Regions from separate parts of the Capsicum annuum genome. Here region 1 is linked to region 2. A link is a contact called in public Hi-C data. All regions are on one chromosome and are shown on one strand. Each heading gives the region's core, a stretch centred on a gene start, on an enhancer-like site or on the middle of the called end of the contact. The rest is flanking DNA. Distances are from core to core; before and after follow the strand shown. Region 1 overlaps LOC124895927 (a long non-coding RNA gene). Region 2 holds the start of LOC107857620 (protein ASPARTIC PROTEASE IN GUARD CELL 2).

Region 1 (4,026 bases), core at 53-2,552, 340 kb before region 2:
AGAGGGTAAGAGCAGAGAAAGTGGAATATGACCGTTGTCCTATAATTGAAAAGAGGGTCTGTTTATATAGTGAGAGGATAAAGAATCAAAAGGAAAGATAATATGTCAGAGTCAATTAGCCACAACAGAAAAGGAAAAAAAGATATTCAAAAATCAGTCAGAATCAATTAAGGAAGAGGGAAATATTGGATGAAATCAATCAAGGGATTTTCATATATATAAAATCACACTTAAAATACCCAATTCAATCAAAGCAAATAAAAAAAAATGTCAATTAAGCAAATCAATTATATTTCAATGTAAAGCATAAATTATGTATATACCGTAACTATTCAAGTAACAAAGATATCATATAAAGGGAAGGGAAAAAAAATTTATAATATACCAAAATTAACTAGGCATCAAGGTTATTCCAATTAAGAGTGAATCAACTAGTGTCAAACCCAATTTACACCTAGTAACGCTATGCTAATTGTATCCGAATCAGTCCACAGTCATATCAAAGAACACCTTCTATCAAAATAACAACACAAAGACACAAAGATGGCCAAAATTCACAACATACCAACAGAATAACTCTACTGATTTAATCATGTGAATAACTCAATCAACTATATCAAATTTTCGGAATCAAAGTTATAACTGTATCCTTAAAAATCCACAAAAGTTATGAATTTTTCATGGATGTTGGTCTGAAAACATGAACACATTAAAACAACTCAAAATTCATATTCATATTAAGTTTAATAAGATCGATCCGAAGAGAAAATAAATAAAGAAGTAGAAGAAAGAAATTTGAACAAAATAACAAACCTGAGATGGATTTGACGAATCCGTCATGAATTACAATATTTTCGGCGAAAATCGAGCATCGACGTGGAGATGAGAGGGCTGATTGGCTCGTTAGAGCCTTTGCCGGCGAGGTTGGGAGATGCGGCGGCGGGCTGGAGGTTTTTGAGGGCTTCTGGTGGCGCGGTTAAGCGTCTTGGTGCAGTGGTCGCCGGATATGGAGCCTCGACGGGGAAGGAGGAGGCTGGTTCGGCTGTGGCTTCACATAATTGGTTGTTCGCCGAAAAAACAAAGGACGGCGGCGGCGATGGGGTTGGCAGCGCTGGTGGAAGATGGTGGCGGCGGCGATGGGTTCGTCGGAGAGGAGGAAGGGAGGTGAAAAGTGGTACTCCGGGCTTCGCCGGCCAGTGGCGGTGGCAGCCATGGTTTCTGAGAGGGGAAGAGAGAGAGTACAGAGAATGGGGAGCATTTTGTTCGGCTGATCTCTGAAGAATGGGCTCTTAGGTTTTTTTTGTTTTGAGTTTAAAAAGGAAAGAGTGGGATGCGATCTCAGCCGTTGGATCGATCTTGATCCATGGCTGCGATTAAAAGGATAAGAAGATAAATTGAGATTTTTAAAATTGAATTAAATATGGCTAGAATTGTAATAAGTTGGATAAAATTAGCCTAAGAGTGTTATGAGTTGGAAAAGGCTAAAATTTAAATAAATTAGGCAAAATAAATTAAAATTGGTTGCTATTTGATAAATGTTACAACAACAATAATAATAACAATAATAATAATAATAATAATAATTTCGTTGCTTGAGAATGATGAAAGAATTATCGAGCAACAAAAGTTGTTGTAGTAGCCAATTTTGTCCGACCGAGAGGAGGGTTTGTTGGAATGAAAGTATAGGGGTAGTTTAAAAAAAAGTATGGCCGAGTCTTAGGTTTCAAGTTGCCTACATATCTCCGATTTTATGAGAATCAGGCTGTTTGTAGTTCTGGATTTAGGAATGAACAATATTCCTAAAAAGTGTAAATGATAAAGGATGGACATTCAACAAAGCTGTTGTAGGTCGGTAAGATGGGATGAATATGTTTTGAAATGATGATGTGAGGGGGATGTGCAAACTAAAAGCAGGTGATTTTTAAGATGAGTTCATTCGATGGATGAATAGATGAGGTGATATTTTGAAAACAGGAATGGAAATTATTCTCTATTTGTTATTCCTTACCTGCCTACTTTATCATATACTAGATAACAAAGGTTAGGGCATGTAAAAGATAAGCAATCGATTAACATAAAGTGAGTGTGATAATAAGAAAGCGAATTTGTTGTATCATGAAATCAACTCTTTGGCTTCTCAATGCACTGTGGAATCATGGGATAAGCTCTTGGTTGCTCGTGATGGAGTAATCTGTACCTATTAGTCCTGTCATTTTTAGCTCAACTGGATAAAATGATTAGCACGGATATGTATGTATAGAAGATTGAACAATGTAGTAAAAACAACCATAACAATAATGATAAGAGAAGATAAAAAAGTGTATCTGTTATGAGAGAGTAATGGTTTGTTCTTTGAAGAGGTTGTGCTTAATCCACACCATGTCCAGTAATGCAGTAGCATTTAATAACGCCGAGGTCGGTTGTGCTTAACATGTTCAGTATTAGAAAATAGTGTTCGTCTTTGAGTAAATCGATCGGCTCCAAGAGGACAATGCTTAGTCTTGGACAATTTCTTGAGAGAGAGTAGAGCTTAAACCTTTCCAAGGACAATGCTCAGCCTTAGTGTTTTTTTTCGAAAGAGGGTAGTGCTTAACCCACTTATCTTTCCAAGGACAATGCTCAGCCTTAGAGAGTTTTTATAGAGTAATGCTTAACTCCACCGAGTTTTCAAAATAATGCTTAGTTCGAATGATTTCTCGAGAGAGGGTAGTGCTTAACCCAACTAACTTTCGAGGACAATGCTCAGCCTTAGTCAGTTTCTCGAAACAGGGTAATACTTAACCCACTTAACTTTTCAAGGACAATGCGTAGCCTTAGAGAGTTTTTATCGAAAAAGGGTAGTGCTTAACCCACTTAAATTTCCAAGGACAATGCTTAGCCTTAGAGAGTTTTTAATAGAGTAGTCCTTAACTCCATTGAGTTCTCAAAACAATGCTTAGTTCAGATGGTTTCTCGAGAAAGGGTAGTGCTTAACCCAACTAACTTTCAAAGACAATGCTTAGCCTTAGTCAGTTTCTCAAAAGAGGGTAGTGCTTAACCCATTTAACTTTCTAAGGACAATGCTTAACCTTAAAGAGTTCTTGATAGAGTCATGCTTAACTCCATCGAATTTTCAAAACAATGCTTAGTTCGAATAATTTCTCGAGAGTGCTTAACCCAACTAACTTTCAAGGACAATGCTTAGCCTCAGTCAGTTTCTCGAAAAAGGGTAGCGCTTAACCTACTTAACTTTCCAAGGACAATGCTTAGCCTCAGAGAGTTCTTGATAGAGTCGTGCTTAACTCCATCAAATTTTTGAAACAAAGCTTAGTTTTTTATAAACTTGTTGAGAGAGGGTAGTGCTTAACCCGATTAACTTTTCAAGGATAATGCTTAGCCTCAAACAGTTTCTCTCGAGAGGGTAGTGCTTCACCCGCTCAGAATATAAGACGACAATACTTAACCTTATATCTTCTAATGGTGTATAGCATACTCAAGATTTGTACTCGTCACTCTATTCCTGCGCTCAAAAAAAATTATTAGTCTTAAAAAAGGGGGGGAAAGATTGATTCATGTCTCTGTCAGTTCCTTTATTCAGGTCCTGGATCCATTGTCTTTATATCGCTTTCTTGAGATGCAATCCTTGATGAAATTTTTTAGGACTCCTCAAAAATTTCTGCCCCAGTTTCATGGCCTTAATCTTGTTATCCTTGAATTTGTTTGAAATGCTTCTTGATAGAATTTTTTAGACCCTCTCAAAAATTCTACCCCAGTTATATGTCTTGTCCGTCCTAAACTTGTAGAATCATAGAATTTTTGAAATCCTTTCAAAAATTCTGCCCTAGTTACATGCTTTAAGAGAATATGAAAATTTCATTATGATAAGACCGAACTCCATAGGAGCGCCTACGTATCCATCTTAAATGGGAATCAGGTCGAATATAGTTCAAATTACATAGAAGAAATTCATATTGTTCCAAGCAAATGTAAAGATTATAGTAACTCAAGTGCTTGAGAGCTTGGAATGAGGAAACAACGTGATACCCC
Region 2 (3,780 bases), core at 223-2,722:
TTCAAGGTAACAACAATCCAAGACTTAGAATTGTAGGAACAATTCTAAAACATGTCTCTTGATACCAAATGATATAAGACCAGCCATCAAAACACAAGAAACAAGATGAAAACTAGACCTAAAGAAGCCTTAACAATCGGATCTAAGAGAACAAGCAAGAAGAACACCAAACTAATGCATAAAAGGTAAGGATAGATATCTTGACATAGAAACATACAAACCAAAAGAACCAAAGGATGTATCAAATCTTAAGACCCTTATGACCTATATGAGTAACACCAAGATCTTACGCTGACACAAAAGGAACTCAATCTTCCCCAAGCACCAATGCTTCTAAGACAAATACCAAGACTAGTGAAATCCAACACTAGATGCTAGCCCTAGTTACACTCTCACAAAAGAGAGAAGAAAAAAAGGTGTTTCAAAGTTTGTCTTTTAATATCATTCAATAACTAATGAGAAATAAGCCTAAGGAAGTCTATTTATAGTTATTACATAAAAAGATCAAGTTGCCCTTAATAAAATGGGGCGCCCTTGGAGTGTGGGGTTCTTTCATCTCTCTTGAACTTGTGCCAATGACCAAAACGCCCTTTAATGAAGGTGCCCTTGGAGTGAAAGACTTCTTCTCCTCTCTTAAATTTGTGCAATTCTTTTGAGTGGTTCAAAAGACCTTCACACACTTCCATCTTCATGAGTATGTCTTAAACTTGGCTCCTTGAGAAAGATATTGTACTCTTTGCATCCGTATCAAACCCCAAATGAATTCACTTTTAGTATAGAATAAATGGGTGAAAGCCCGATACAGCAACTTGCGAGGGGTTGTATTTGCTACTTGCTTAGGTTTCCATTTATTGTATTTATCTGCATGGAAATAAATTCGTTATTTTATTACAAATGGTGGAATAAAATAGTTCCGAAATTAAGTAATCTCTTCTACCAACATGGGATAAAGTTAATCCTAAACTTTATCCCGAGATTATTTTTCTTATCTCTTCTACCAAACGACCCTTGAGAGCACAGTAAACCGTTAGTTGGTGCTTGGTGTAATAACATCTGCTTAGTAGAGGATTAAACTATATAACAAAGTTTCCCTTAATGGTTTGCTGCTTTATACCGAAACTATCGTGACAGATGATGAAAAGGAAAAGAAGGTTACCTTTGATCTTACGCCTTTTAAACCTATAAATGTGTCTCAATACTTATGTGACAACAAGTTTCATACAGTCTCTTGGTGAATTGTTGTAATCTAATGAGAAGTTTGATTTCATTGTCATGGATAATAACAGAACCATGGAGTGGCAACACCCGAGAAGTTCTTCATAAGTTCATTGTTCTTCAAGTTCTTCATAAGTTTCCACGTGGATACTGACATGAACAGATCATATGACCTTTGTTATTTATTTGGTGTGTTTGGTATTTCACTAAAAAAAGGAGTATTTTAAAGCCAACAATTTAATGAAAGAGTATTTTTTAACCAAAAAAATAACGAAAAATATTTTTTCTTCATTTTAAATAATTCGTTTAATTATTTCTTTTTATCACCCCTATGGCTAACATCACTCCAAAAATGGGCCACCTTTTTGCTGTATACATCTGGAAACTCGAAGTACATAAATTCCCCCTTCCTAAGTCTCCTTTTCCCTCACAACACACATCCCAAGAAAAAAAGAAACAATAAAATAGAATGTTCGTCCCTATACAAATGTCGATACTCCGATATTTGCTCCTCCTGCAAGCATTGTTGTTCATTTTCTCAGGTCTCGTCATCAATACAACAAGTGCAACTACTCATGAAACCAAAACCTCAGCTGGCCATGCGATCCCATTTCCCACCCATGAACACTTGGATGTCAAGCAATCCATTAAAGAATCAAGATTAATTCACCCACCAACTAAAAAACATAATCATGTTGAAGAAGATAATGAAAAAGGAAACACCAACAACAGCAGCAACTGGAAGCTAAAGCTTCTTCACAGAGACAAGATGCCCTTTTCCCACTTCACTGATCATCCTCACCGTTTTGATGCTCGCATGAAAAGAGACCTCAAAAGGGTCCATGCACTCACTAATATTGATATTAATTATGAGGTTGAAGAGGAGGAGTTCGGGAGCGAGGTGATTTCGGGTATGGAGCAAGGCAGTGGTGAATACTTTGTCAGGATTGGTGTGGGTAGTCCTGCTAGAGAACAATACATGGTTATTGATGCTGGCAGTGATATTGTTTGGGTCCAGTGTCAGCCTTGTACACATTGCTATCATCAGTCCGACCCCGTATTTGACCCCTCCCTTTCCGCTTCTTTCTCCGGTGTACCCTGTTCCTCCTCCCTTTGCGACCGCGTTGACAACTCCGGTTGCCATGCCGGTAGCTGCAAATACCAAGTCATGTACGGTGATGGCTCCTACACCAAGGGCACCATGGCTCTCGAGACCCTCACTTTCGGCCGTACCGTCATTCGGGACGTGGCCATCGGGTGTGGTCATAGCAACCGAGGAATGTTTATTGGGGCTGCCGGTTTGTTGGGCCTTGGAGGTGGCTCCATGTCGCTCGTGGGACAACTAGGTGGACAAACGGGCGGAGCATTTAGTTACTGTTTGGTTAGCCGGGGCACCGGATCAGCTGGATCACTTGAATTCGGGCGTGAAGTATTACCCGCGGGTGCAGCGTGGGTGCCGCTCATCCGAAACCCACGGGCTCCGACTTTCTATTACATAGGCATATCGGATCTTGGAGTTGGAGGAGCGCGTGTAGTCATGCCTGACGATGCTTTTAGATTAACTGAGGAAGGAGATGGAGGAGTTATCATAGACACGGGGACAGCCGTGACCAGGCTTCCTGCGGCAGCCTATCTGGCCTTTCGCGATGCATTTGCCGCTGAAACCGCAAGCCTTCCACGGGCACCCGCCATGTCAATATTCGACACGTGCTATGATCTAAAGGGGTTTGTGACGGTTCGGGTACCAACCGTTTCATTTTTCCTCATGGGAGGTCCCATCTTAACCCTACCAGCTAGGAACTTCCTAATTCCAGTGGATGGAAAAGGCACATTCTGTTTTGCATTTGCTCCATCTCCAACCAGACTTTCAATTATAGGGAATATACAGCAAGAAGGCATCCAAATTTCTATTGATGGGGCGAATGGTTTTGTGGGATTTGGCCCCAACATCTGCTAGGCTAATAAAAAATAAAATATATAAATCAACTTTTGCGCAGTTATAGTAAATAAATTTCAATAATATCATGGATAGTCAATATTAGCTTAAGTCTCTTTGGTATGTGAAAATATTTAGGGAAGTCACACAACTTAATTATGTATCAGAAAAGTCATTCAATTTTATCTTTCTCTTTTTGTTTCTCGATCAATGTCCCATATTTACATTAAAATCTGATTAAATTCGGATTCTCTTATAATGTCACTCGATAGAATATCACATAAAAAGTCTAATTTGACTAAGAGTCCCTTTAAATAGGATTAAAAAATAGTCTTTTAGCTTAAGTGATTAAAAGTTTAAAATAAATGCTTATAAATTAAGAGCCTGTTTGGATAAGATTAAAAAAATAGTCTTTTAGCTTAAGTGATTAAAAGTTTAAAATAAGTATTTATAAATTAAGTAGATAAGTTTTGGATAGAAGTGTTGAAACTTAAAAAAGGTTATTGATGTGTTTGGTTAACAAGTGATGCTAAACACTTTTTTGTTGTTAAAATGACTTAAATATTTTTAAAGTTGTTAACAATATAAGTGCGGTGAATTATTTATAATTCTTAATTCTAATAATTCAA

What was found. A called contact is a pair of places that touch in the nucleus more often than the background predicts.
Region 1: a contact with region 2 is called in a Hi-C map of leaf, with 2.3 times the contacts expected there. The contact joins the enhancer-like site here to the promoter of LOC107857620 in region 2. A contact is called at or near these places in 2 of 5 Hi-C or Micro-C datasets (leaf and placenta).

What each region holds. Positions count from the first base shown.
Region 1 is chr2:22,380,512-22,384,537 of UCD10Xv1.1, reverse strand. All of the region lies in intron 1 of LOC124895927 (a long non-coding RNA gene), which reads right to left. Among protein-coding and RNA genes, the nearest start is that of LOC124895927, 8.8 kb to the right of the region's middle. Within about 2 kb of position 1,302, at least 5 of the 5 cell types and tissues checked have an H3K27ac peak or open chromatin away from gene starts, as enhancers often do. A contact at or near this core is called in leaf, where this site is marked.
Region 2 is chr2:22,038,157-22,041,936 of UCD10Xv1.1, reverse strand. It overlaps LOC107857620 (protein ASPARTIC PROTEASE IN GUARD CELL 2), which reads left to right and starts at 1,472. Exons shown (of 1, transcript XM_016702467.2): 1 at 1,472-3,358. The coding sequence starts at 1,685. The coding sequence ends at 3,172.